Linked DNA regions of Mus musculus: region 2 is linked to region 1. A link is a contact called in public HiChIP or PLAC-seq data. All regions are on one chromosome and are shown on one strand. Each heading gives the region's core, a stretch centred on a gene start, on an enhancer-like site or on the middle of the called end of the contact. The rest is flanking DNA. Distances are from core to core; before and after follow the strand shown.

What was found. HiChIP or PLAC-seq counts read pairs in DNA pulled down with a chosen protein or histone mark.
Region 2: a contact with region 1 is called in an HNF4G HiChIP or PLAC-seq map of pancreatic cancer cells. The contact joins two enhancer-like sites.

Annotation. Positions count from the first base shown.
Region 1 is chr12:8,068,178-8,074,696 of GRCm38.p6, reverse strand. All of the region lies in intron 2 of Gm33037 (a long non-coding RNA gene), which reads left to right. Among named protein-coding and RNA genes, the nearest start is that of Apob, 94 kb to the right of the region's middle. Within about 2 kb of position 3,731, at least 36 of the 459 cell types and tissues checked have an H3K27ac peak or open chromatin away from gene starts, as enhancers often do. A contact at or near this core is called in pancreatic cancer cells, where this site is marked.
Region 2 is chr12:8,377,262-8,383,424 of GRCm38.p6, reverse strand. No RefSeq gene overlaps it. Among named protein-coding and RNA genes, the nearest start is that of Gm33134, 16 kb to the right of the region's middle. Within about 2 kb of position 3,399, at least 129 of the 459 cell types and tissues checked have an H3K27ac peak or open chromatin away from gene starts, as enhancers often do. A contact at or near this core is called in pancreatic cancer cells, where this site is marked.

The DNA of each region.
Region 1 (6,519 bases), core at 2,482-4,981:
CTCTCTCTCTCTCTCTCTCTCTCTCTCTCTCTCTCTCTCTCTCTCTCTCTTTCTCTCTCTCTCTCTCCTTTTCACTGTCTCTCTTTCTTTTTGTGCCAGTCGTGTTTGGTTCTACCCTTGGTCTCTGTACTGTGTATTAATTTATTTCACTCTCTACTGATGTCCCTTTGGGTCCATGCTAGTCTTTTGACTTTGAAAGAGCAATGTTGCACCAGGTGTCACAGATACTAATACATAGGCTAAAGCTAGAGGTGGCATGTTGGTCTAGAAACATTGCCCTTGGAGTCTTGATACCAGTTGCCTCACTGTCCTCTATAAAATTTTGGGTGTCTTCCCAGCAGTGCATAAAAATGCCAACTGCCCACATCTGCACCAATAGTACAGTAACAAGATTTCCAACTCTTGCCAGTCTGTTCAGTGATGATATTTCATTGTGGCATTAATTTTGATTTTTATGTAACGGTACTGTTTTTTTGAATCTTTCATGTATATGTATGCATTCTGTGTGTGTTTTTTAATCTCTTTCTCCACGAGTCTGTTCATCTTCTCTTCCCAGGTTGGTATTGTGTTATTGCTCTTTCTCTGTTGATTTGCTGGTACTTCTTGGATAGGGCACTTCCTTCGAGGTGCTTTATATTTCCAAGTGGAAAGACATCATTGGTTGGTGATTTTGTCTCACTGTGACTCTCTTCTACTCATTCTCTTCCCCCGTATGAAGGAGAAGTCAATTATCCAGTGGCTAAGTTTGCTGGTTAGATATATGCCTATCTAGCTCAGATACTTCTCTGTCCCTCCCTGCTTTTAAAATTGTTCTACATGGAACAAGCACTTCAGGTAGCCTCTGGCTATATCCTAAGCTTAGTCACAAAGGTCTTACGCCTGCCAAAAGAAGTCTGTGGGCTTTCAGAGCTGATGGGTAGATCTGCAACACTTTGGGATTTAGAACTGGGAGATCTGTTTACATACAAAGGTTGCCTACCCCAGTGGCTCCATTGGTAAGAAAATGATTTTTTAATATTAATCTGCTTACTCCTTTGTAGATAGAATTTTAACAGGACAGTTTGTTATTTATTAGATCTCTCAAATGCTAATGAGCATTAAAAAGTATTAAAAAGAATACTCTTCTCTTCTCTTCTCTTCCCCTCCCCTCCCCTCCCCTCCCCTCCCCTCCCCTTCCCTTTCCTTTTCTTTTTTTGGCCTGTGGTTTGAATCTAAGTCCATCTTTTCAAAGACTTTACTTTAAAAATGTTTTTCCTTTGAGGGTATGATTTTCTTCTTCATGTGGAAAACTAGTGAAATTGATCAACCTCATATTTTCTGGATATTGAGACTTTGTGTTATGCTTAGAAAGTTCTTTTGTACTATTATTTTGTACTATAAGATGCATTCTCACATATTTCCTTCAGGTAAGTAAGTCCCTGTTTCATTTTTCATGTTTAAGCCCCTGTGAGGATCCTCCTTGGCACGGTAAGCTTTGGAGAGATGGTAAGGAAGGAATTCCCCAGGGCAGCTGGAGAACCTCCCTGGGACCAGAAGAGGAAGATACCATCACCACCCTCCCTGATATCAGTGATATCAGGATTCGTAACTCTAAACTCAGGGCTCATTTCTAGGCCCACCATAATTCAAGCCCAGCTTGCTTTCAGTGAGGCAACAGCCAGGAAACAATAGCTCCCTTTTAGAAACTGATGGGCCTCAGAGCAGACCATAGAAGGCTTCCTGGATGCCCTGAGTCTAAGTTTGCTAGGCCCCTGCCTCTCTTGAGATGACTAGGAAGCCAAGGCAAGCCTGTAGCTGTGGCCTTGAAGAAGGAACATTTACAGCACTTTGCCTCCGCTCTTCTGATCAAAATCAACCCCAGGCTGCAAACGTGGGATCACTTAGAGACCAAAGTCTTCCTGCATCAGGTCCTTGTTACTCTGCAAGTTCCTTTCTCATGTTATAAAGGAACATGCCTTCCGGGGAGCAAAGCAGGCCATGTGCTTCTTTCCATGGGCCCCTCTGGGCTCAAACACTGAGGACCACATCGGTTTATTTCCCACCTGTCTGTTCACAGCCCCTCCTTCTGCCCACCAACCCATCCCAAGATCATCAGACAACCTTGAACTTTCTGTTTTTCATAAGCATAATTAAACACGGAGACATTTACTGGTCTTCCCCTGATTCCTTATTTGAAATAATGTGAATCTGGATGAACGTGAAGGTGAATTTTGTAGGTGTTTGTTCTGTGTTCATTACCATTTTATCTATTGCACTGTCTGTTCCTATGGCCAAAATAAAATTTATGTGATTTTTGTTCATTGTTTCCTCATTCCATCTCCCTTTCCTAATCGTCCCTAGCAGCCCCAATACACAGTTGCACTGGCTGTGTACTAGAAAGCTCCTTGGATACTGCTGATGTTATAATTTATATAGCTGAAAGTTAGCACAGAATTGGACTTGCAGCCTTGCAACTATCCGTCTTGTGGTCACAATTTACATAGGCAATTCTAATTCTTCTGTATAATTAATGACTCATATGTTATATCCTGGAGCCACATGGAAAGGTTTTTCGGGTTACCTGCTGTTCTGTATTATCCATGCTTAAATCTTACACTAATGCATGTGATTAAGAGTTACTTCTGCTTTGTCAGTTGAACCAAATTGAGAGGGTAGGAGGGAAATGTTAGCTCCACATTGCACATTGACGGGTGTGGATGTGTGTGTGTGTGTGTGTGTGTGTGTGTGTGTGTGTGTGTGTGTCTGTCTGTCTGTCTCTGTCTGTCTGTGTGTGTGTGTGTGTCTGTTTGACTCTGTCTCTGCATATGTGTGTGTGTATATGTGTCTGTCTGTTTGTCTGTCTGTCTGTCTGTCTGTCTCTGTCTCTGTCTCTGTCTCTGTGTGTGTGTGTTATTGTGATACCACTGGGGCCAAGGAGGTCAGGATGGTAAGGACTGGTTCTGAGAGGGATCTATGCATTTAAAATATTTTATCTGCGAAGTTATTGGTATTTGGGTAAACTGCAGAGAAAACTTTTGTCCATATGGGAAAAATATTTGAGAGAGGCTTTTTTTAATTGCCCTGGGGCCCATCAGCTCTGTAGCCAGCAGGTTTGAGTGGAGTTTTTCCTGCAGTGAAGCTGTTAGCACACTGTCAGTTCAGGACAATCAGGACCAGTCTCAGCCTTCTGCGGTAGAAGCAGGAACCACGAAGGAATTGCTTTATGTGACACTGACTACTGGATAGACCTGCTTAAAGCCTGTCAATCAAAGACATCTCTTCAGAACTGGATCAAGGGAGGTCAAGGCGAAAGAATGTTTTAGGATTTTCTCTGTTAAAGAGGGTTGGCCGTGCCTAGGGCCAAGTGTGCAGTGGTAGAGGAAACTGAGAATTTTATGGTGTCTTCTGCCTTGCTGCTCTGGGTTCAAGCCTGTTTCAGCTCTACATATTTCCTGTGGGTTCTGTAGACTATCCAAGTCCTACTTTTCCTAACAGCCCATCTCTACTTAGATCTATCAGTGTTGACTTCTGTCTTATGTGACTAAGGGTCCTGAGAGGACTTCTCTCTCTTTATGGTCACTGTGACCCTTTCTGGAAAGCAAATAAACCGTCTCCCTGGTGGAGGGGAGAGAGGAAGCCTTTATTTTTGATCCCTGTTTGCCCATTTCCTTGGCATAAATACTTTCACCCACAGGCAATTATGAAATGCCAACTCCTTAACTCAGACCTTACAACATTCCTGAGCACGTATTCATTGGAAGCGATCCCAGACAGCTCCAGCACTGCCACTGCGTCTTGCAATCCGGAGGCTCAGCACAGGGCAAGAAGGGTGTTGCTGGAATATGACTTTTACAATTAAGGTTACACCTTTACAGAACGGATTGTATAGCATCCAGAGAGACAAGGTGAACAAAATCTAGTTGGTGAACATGGGAATTAGAGTTGAGGCCGGGGCCCAACACTGTGCAATAAATCACTGTGAGCCTCTTTCCTCTATGGGAAGGGGTATGTGTTAGCTTCTATGCTCTTTACACTTAACAGAAACAGCTTAGGGGAGGGAGACAGGATTTGTTTTGGCTCATGGTTTCAAACATTTCCCTCCATTCATCTATCCATCCATCTATTCTTGCTTGGTCTCCTGTACCTGAGCAGGATGCTATAGTCATGGGAGTGTATAGTGGAAAGAAGATACCTGCTGCATGACTAACCAGAAATAAGAGAGATGGAAATGCTTTTCCTTGCCTGCCTTTCTCCTTTCTTCTTTTATTTCTTCTGGACTCTAGCCTCTGAGATGGTATTGTCCACACTCAGGGAAGGTCTTCCCTGGAAGCAATCTCATAGACAAATCTAGGGCCATATGTTATCAGTCTCCTGGGTGACTTCAAATCTAGACAAGTTGACAATGAAAACTAATTATTACAGTTTTGACTATAAACCCTGATTATCTTTGTTTTGACTCTAAACCCTGATTATTAGGATGGCACCTGCCGTGGTAATGTCGTAAAGTCCTTCTGATAAGCAGGCCCTCTGTGTGAAAGCCACGGGAAGATAGTTCTGCAGGGAAAGCTGGAGCCGAGGGACCGATTCTCAGGGGAGCATCTCACAGTACACGCTTGGAAGCATTGGCGCAGGAAAGGTCTGCTGTGTGTCTGTGCAGTGTGCATGCTGTGGTGGAATTGGACCCTGGGGGCTTTCAGCTCTGTGTGGCTCCAGGCATGTGTCTTAGATTACTGGTCCTCAGCGGGTGAGCAGACAGCAAAACCCCGTGTTAGAGGACATGACAAGGATTTGAATGTTTAATAAGAAAAGGATGGTCAAAACATGCTACAAGAAATCCACAAAATGTCACTGGCATCAACTGTCTTGTTCCCTCTGGCGTGTGTTGACAGGGTTTTGTAAATAGTCTGATTAATCCATGGCCTCTTGTGACCTAGAAATTCACAATTGGGATTTGGTTTGTTCCCGGGACTTAACATGTTGGCCAGTCAAAGGGGGCACATGATGATTTCCTGGCCTTAACAACAGAAAAACCTTGAAAATAGCTTATGGGCTTCCAAGAGCCACTGGCATCCACACGCTAGCAAAGGTCACCCTCCTTGGAGGTCTGAGATACCTGGTATTCTATGACGTGTGGGGTTTCAGGCATTCTAGTTGGAGAGTCTATAATTAATTAGGACAGAGCAAGCATCAAGTGCCAAAGCGATGCCACCTGACCACTCAAGGGACTCAGATGTACCCTTCAACTTCTTTCTCTCCTTGGCCTCTAAAAGCATCCCATTGGTGTCAAACCATAAAGCACTAGGGGCAGGAATAGAGAGGTCTTCACCAGCAGCCTTTTGTGTATGAGCCCTGTTAGTCCAATCACTCTGAATTCAAAACAAAAGACTGTGTCTTAGCTCACTTTTGCTAGAACCACAAGGTGTCTCAGACTCTTGGTTCAGATTCATTCCTCACATGAGCCCCACTGACATCTATCAGTGAGTTCTAAAGGGTCAAAGGGCAGCTGATGCTATCTCAATCATCCCAAGCGGCTGAGTGAAGTCTGCCACCATTCTCTGTACCCAAGGCTCTCACAGGGACCCAAAGTGCAGATATTGAGAGAGAGAGAGAGGTCCGATCTCTGACAAACATGCTCACTTGCTCCCTGACTTGCTGCCTATTTCCCTGGAACCTTTGGCTGAGAACCACAAGTGTTCTGATGAGAGAGGCAAGCATGAGTTAGCAACTTTGGACTTGGCTTAGGCTATATATACCTTTCTCTTATACTCATGCACTTGGCAGGTCAAGAATCTTATGTGCAAGTACTGTGTGTATACAACAGTGTCCAAACAATGCACCCAGCAATCTGCCAGCAGCACCTGAAACAACTTGTATTGAGATGCACATATACCAGCTTTAAAAACTGGAAGTAAAGCCGGGCGTGGTGGCACACGCCTTTAATCCCAGCACTCAAGAGGCAGAGGCAGGTGGATTTCTGAGTTCAAGGCCAGCCTGGTCTACAAAGTGAGTTCCAGGACAGCCAGGGCTACACAGAGAAACCCTGTCTCGAAAAACCAAGGGGAAAAAAAAAGATGGAAGTGAATCACTCAGCCATGGGCTGACTCGGCTTGAACTGATTTTGAGTGTATGGGTGATAATGGTGAGACTGAATACTCACACGAACTTTTAGGGAGAGTCCCTTATTTATCACCTTATGCCTATACATAGTTGAGTGTGCATATGATTAAAATCAGATACATCATGGGAAGGACATACATAGTAAAGAAACAACTTAATCTGTCATTCAAAATGGGGAATGACCCAAACTCTAGTAACTAAGATCCTCTTTCTCTTGAACCCCATAAAAGGAAGTCACGAAGACTAACCCTTATGTATTTTCAACTACATAGCCTGCTGGTCTCTGATTCCGATCTTTTCTATTGCTTTGCTTTAAATAGAATTTCCCTGCTACTTTGCAATCTGTGTGGGCGTTTGTTTCCTTCAGTAAGAGGACAAGATTCTGGAATACCTGGTCTAGATCCTGAGCACTGATAACCCTGA
Region 2 (6,163 bases), core at 2,150-4,649, 310 kb before region 1:
CTGACTGCTCTTCCAGAGGTCCTGAGTTCAATTCCCAGCAACCACATGGTGGCTCACAACCATCTGTAATGGGATCTGATGCCCTCTTCTGCTGTCTTCTGAAGACAGCTACAGTGTACTCACATACATAAAATAAAAAACTTTAAAAAAAAAAAAAAAAACGCCATCCCGGAGTCCAGGAAGCGTGTGACTCCTCCGCTCTGCTCTGCTCTCCTCATTCGCAGCCTCTGACCCTGATGCTGTGGGGATCTACACACAGCACTGTTTTGCTGGCCAGTGTCGGTGCATGCGCACGCCTTTAATCCCAACACTCGGGAGGCTGAGTTCGAGGCCAGCCTGGTCTACAGAGTGAGTTCCAGGACAGCCAGGGCTACACAGAGAAACCCTGTCTCGGAAAAAAAAAAATAAATTAAACAAATAAATAAATAAAATTTAAAAAGAAGATATTATTGTAAACATGAAGGTGAGAAATCACGAGCCACCACACTGTCTGATGTTCTATTAAAGGCCCAAGGCCTCATCCTATCTATCCTCAAGAGATGGCTTCCTCCAGGATCTGTGGGGATGCCATTGCATGCTGGGCCACCAAGATGGACAGGGGCTAGAGAAGAGGGGTGCAGGCAAGGCGGGTCCTGGCGGGAGGGCTGGCTGTTTACACAGGTTAGGTTAGGTAAGTGAGAGGCAGAGAGCCGGCCGGCCCTGTGTATGCCCTGTGTATGGCAGGGAGAACCTCTGAATTTCCTTTCTTCCGGCTGATCCCAGAGGAGCGAGTACCTTCGTCTTCACAGCAGTCTGGAATACTGCAGCTCTTCTGTCCTCCCTCCGTAGCCTCACCCTGCCCATGAGAGTGTCAAAGGTTCTTAAGGGTCAACTAAGGGGTAATGGGACATACTGTACTAACTCAGAGTCAGTGGAAGACTATCATGAGCAGATGCCGTCTCAGCCTGTCAGACTTTCTGCTCCAGGGATCTTCTGTGTGAGGTGGGAGCAAACAAGTTCCCCTCCACCTATAGAACTCAGACCTGAGAGGTCAAAAACTCCAGGGCCCACGAATCTGCTCTGACCAGGGATACTTCCAGGCTGTGGTTCCTGGACTTTCTATTGACTTCATGATCCACTGCCACTTAGAGCTTCCGAGCCAGCTGTTACAGTCATAAAAGCAAGTCCAGGCCAGCTGTGGGGTAGGGATAAGGGAAGTCCTGATTCCCACTCTGTCTCTCACAGAGATGTAGGTGGGATTTCCTTTCCTAAAAGCCCGCAGTTACAGGAAGTGTTTTCAGAAGCTGGGGCTGGACCCTCAGGAGAGCAGCCATCACAATATGGGCACCTCAGAACCCTTTGTGCTCAACCACCCACACTGTGAGCAACACAGTCTTTCTGGCAGATCAGAGGGCACCTAGAGAGGAGGTCACTGTTGAGACCTGGCCAACCATGGCCACACACTGCCCAACATACTGTATGTGAATGAGATGGCTTGTCCAGTCTGGCTATGCCCACAAGCCAAGCAAGTTTGGTTCCTGTGTGGGTCTGGCATTTCCAGTCTGTTCCTTGGAGTTTCTGATTCTACTCAGAGTCAGTACTTGCCTCACAGACTCAGGTCTCATTATGTTTGAATCTTGGTCAGATGGTCACTCTCTGCCCTATCAGATGAGGAGATTTCTTTTGTGATTGTAAGAGAATTGCCTTTACATTTCTTCGTACAATCAAAGATGGACAAAGCTATGTCGCTGGAAGAACCCTTGGCTTAGTGTGGAGTACAGGAGTTATGGCCCTACAGTGGCTGGACCTTTCTAAGTGGAGAGGTTTTGGGATGTTCCAGGATGCATTGTCTAGGTACTTTGTGTCTGGAACAAAGAAATGAGGGGACACAAATTACCAGGAAATCAGAGCACCCTTGTACGGGTTTTCAAGCCTTGCTGATAAAACAATTTTAATATGAACGCAGAAGCAAACTTTAGGATCATTTCACTTGATTTTGAGAGAAAAACCACATTGTAGAAAGGCTGTAAATAGCAGATTGGGAGGGAGGGAGATGGAGAAGGGGAAGGGAGGGGCTTACAAGCAGCTGTGTGGACAAGCAGAGAAGGTGTGTTCTAGGAACAAGAGAAAAATCCCAGGGTAAGTGTGATCGGGATTCTGGTCCCTTTGCAAGGAAGAGGTAGAAAGAGAAAAGAAGAAAGAAAGCTCGCCTCAGAGTTAAAGCTCAGGGGAGTGGGCAGGCTCAACAGTGAAAGTCTGTCAGTACCTGGAGGGAGGAGCTTCCGGGATAAGTACGTGATCTCATTAAGGGATAATTATTTCTCCCCTCTCAGCGTGTCATCAGGAGTGGTCTCTAGGCCAGCTGACTGACACGCTTAGAGTAACTTCAGAGAGCTGACAGTAACAAGTAATACCGTAATCTCTAGTAGTGAGTAATACTGTAATCTCTGGAACAGAATTGAATGTCATGTCTCCAACCGGGGGCCAGAGCGGGCACTCAGATTCTGTTCAACAAAGTCCTGGTACTTTCTTCCACCTATTCATATGATATTTTATTTATTTACTTATTTATTTATGGAAACAGGGTTTCTCTGTATAGCCCCTGGCTGTCCTGGAACTTGCTCTGTAGACCAGGTTGGCCTTGAACTCAGAGTTCTGCCTGTCTTTGTCTCCAGAGTGTTGGGATTAACAGGGATGTGCCACCACTGCCCGGTTTACGTATTAATTATCAATTAGTTAATTATCAAGTCAGGGTATCTCAAGTAGCCCCTATCTATTCTGGAACTCTAGATAGGGGCTGGGATTAAAGGCATGTGCCACTCTGCCTGGCTCAAGTGATATTTTTTTAAATCTTAAGGAAGTGGCGTTGTGATGCTTCCATTTCTGCAAATTGGAGTATTGTTGTGGAGATGGAAGGTGAAGTCCAAACCTTATCATAAAGGAAGAGTCGGACTTTATGGACCTTCATGCTTGCTAATGCAGGTTTAGCTATTACCACCTAGAAGGCAGCCATCATCCCACACAGTTTGTCAGGGGTCTCAGAAGGCCAGGACGGCCTGACCCAGGCAAGCTCATAGGGGAGAAACTGCTCTCAATTTTGGATCCAGGGGCATCCCTCTCTCTGTGTTCTAGGACTGGCCAGGGAGGACCTTGGCTAACCAACCACCCTATAATTAGTTAGCTCTCAGCTCTGGTCCCTGCTGATTTAAGTTTGCCTGCTCCACTCTCTTGAGCCTTGAACTTGGTCTTAGGATTTCCTCATCTCTGCCTCCCTTCCTCACCTCCACACACAGCATAGACTCTGGGTAGGGGTGTGTGGGCAGAGCCAGGAAACAGCAGGAGCACAGGCCGTACCTCCAGGAGCCTGGGCAAGGCTAGTCGTTGTGTACAGAAGCACGCCTGGCATAGTGGTTAGGCCAGCTGTGAGCTCACCTTCGGGTAAGGAATTCACCCCTGGGGAGGGGAATCGGAGGATCATACATTGCTGAGGTCTGAGTCATGCTTGGCTGGGGATCAAGCCTCTGGGATGTGTTTGGGTCATTGAGCTCCAGGGAAAGCAAGGGCTCCTGCCAACTCAGCGTCAGGCTAGCCCCAAGGCCAAAGGCTGAGGGCTCCTTTCAAGGAGGAAAGGGCCAGGCTGAAGCCAATAGGACTGTAGTTCTCAACCTGTGGGTTACTGCCCACTTGGCGTCAAATGACCCTTTCATAGGGGTTTCATATCAGATATTCTGCAAATCAGATACTTACACTATGATTTCTAAGACTAGCGAAATTATAGTTATGAAGTAGCAACAAAAATAATTATATGGGTTGGGGGCTCACTACAACCTGAGGAACTGTAGGTCACAGCATTGGGAAGGCTGAGAACTACACTGCAGTAGGATATTGACACAAGATCCGCTAGAGGAAGAGCTGCTAAGTTTCTGCCTTGTTTAGAGCTGGCTTTAATTGCTCTCATGGGACAAAATTGAGGAGGGGGCAGGACAAGCAGGGTCCTGCCAAAAGAGCCACTCCTTCACTATCTCTTATCACAAGCTTCCGGAGGTCACAGTTTCATGAGGCTTTGGCCTCTCTGGTACTCCTCAGAATATGGCTGTTAAGTCTGAGTCCTTTGCCCTGGTCCCATCCAGGAGTCTGATGTATGGTCCTTGTTTTTTGATCTATGTCCAGCATGGGCCACTGCTGTAGGGGAAACATACTACCCTGTGGCTGTCATCACTGAGGACTTGTCAAAGGGCTAAGTACTGTTGTGCTGGGTCTTTCACTGAGTGGCCACGTGCTCTGGCTTGCTGGGACAGTTCTGGGCCACTAGGGTGTTTGGAGAAAAATATAGCTCCCACTTTAGGGGAATGAGATTATTTATTCTCAGTCAAATGTGAGTGGCTATGGCCCAGGAATGTAGATTCAGGTGGCCCCAGATAGTGTGTTCCACAGTGGAAGCAGTTATGTTATGTGAGCATTTATAGTCACAGAAAGACAATAGACTGTATTGCCAAATAAAGTTATGAGGACAGCAGACAGGTATGCAAAGTGGGGAAATCTCCTGTACAGATTTCATAAATTATGCGATTCTTAGCTTTTAGGCTAGGGAAGGCAGGGATCTGTTAAACTGACACATTCCAAAGGTTTTATCTGATAGTTGAAAATATATTGGATCAAACCAGAAGTAGACAATGAATGGCTACTAAATGCACTTACAGATAGTCCAAGATAACTCTAAATCCCTAACATTCCAGGTCTCCACAAGTGGGAAGCTTGAGTCACACAGCCCTGCAGTCTTAGGTAAATGTGACTTTGGAAACTTCAGTTCATAGGTAGTTTTTCCATGTCCCAGCTGAAAGGTAATTCTATGCCTACCTGTGCTTACTGGGAAGTCTTATATTCTTTTGTATTTGAGCCCCATAGTACCTAACGAGAAGGGTAATATCTCCATTTTACCACGAAGGAACTGAGGCTGTGTGAAGTGACTTGCCCGGGACCGTACAGTCTACAAGAGGCACATCTGGAAGTAGTTGGGAACTCAGCTCTCGACTTTGAAGCTCTTTTGCTAGGCAGCCAAGCAAACTTTCTGAGATTTTTCACTTGACAGTGTGAAGGACCTAGGCCGGGTATCTCCAAATACTCTAAAGATGGGGTCCAGTAGTTAACTCTTTTCCCAGTCCCACCCCTTGGTGCTTGGTTCTTTTCCTTTCCTGGAGAGACAGTCTGGGCAAAGGTCCTTTGTACAGCAGCTGCATGACACAAGAAACGTCACTGTGCCTACCATGTGGCAGGGGTTGCACAGGGTCCCATTGCTGGATCCCCACACCAATCCTGCTGGCTAGGTGTTAGAAACCCCTAGAAGGGAGACGCAAGGCAGGGGCTGGTGTCCAGGGATGCCAGCTTTTGCTGAGTGAACTCTCTATAGTGAGGTATGCACTGTGGAGCTCGGCAGTGGAGTCCTGTTTTGGCCCTGAGGGTTGGAGCTCTTCTGGTTCCAGAGTAGAGACACAAATGGCTTCATTTGTGTCCTGTATAAACATGTAGGAGCCCCCATGCTTCTCCTCCTAACAGGGAGCTGGGTCCTCTACCCTTTGAGCTGATCTTCACAACACACATTCTCCACGAAAAAGGGACTTGGATGGTGTTTGTATTTCTTGATTAGGAACAGTCAGACATCATTTAGAACAGAGCATAGACATCTCGAAGCAGCTGTGGAGGGAAAGCAATTTCTGAAGCTCACACGCCTGCAAGGATCTACCCTCCTTCTCCCCCTCCCCCTCTCTCCCCTCCCCCCTCAACATTCTAGTCTCTAGGGAGGAGGAAAAAGGCAAGAACAACCCATATGTTCCCAGGAAAACATATTTAGGAAAAGGATGTTTTCTCAAAAGTTACCCAAAATAGAGAAATGAAGAAGAGGCAAAGGCCCTCTGACCCACTTGTCAGGGCCATTATTTGTCTTTCAGATAATAAGATTCTCTCTCTCTTTTTTTTTGTTTGTTTTTTGAGACAGGGTTTCTCTGTGTAGCCTTGGCTGTCCTGAAACTCACTCTGTAGACCAGGCTGGCCTTGAACTCAGATATCCGCCTGGCTCTGCCTCCCAAAGTGCTGGGATCAAAGGTGTGAGTCACCACAGCCCAGCTAATAAGATTCTCTTTATGGTATTACCCTAAATTGGAGCAGACAAGAGTTCTCACAAAGGGAG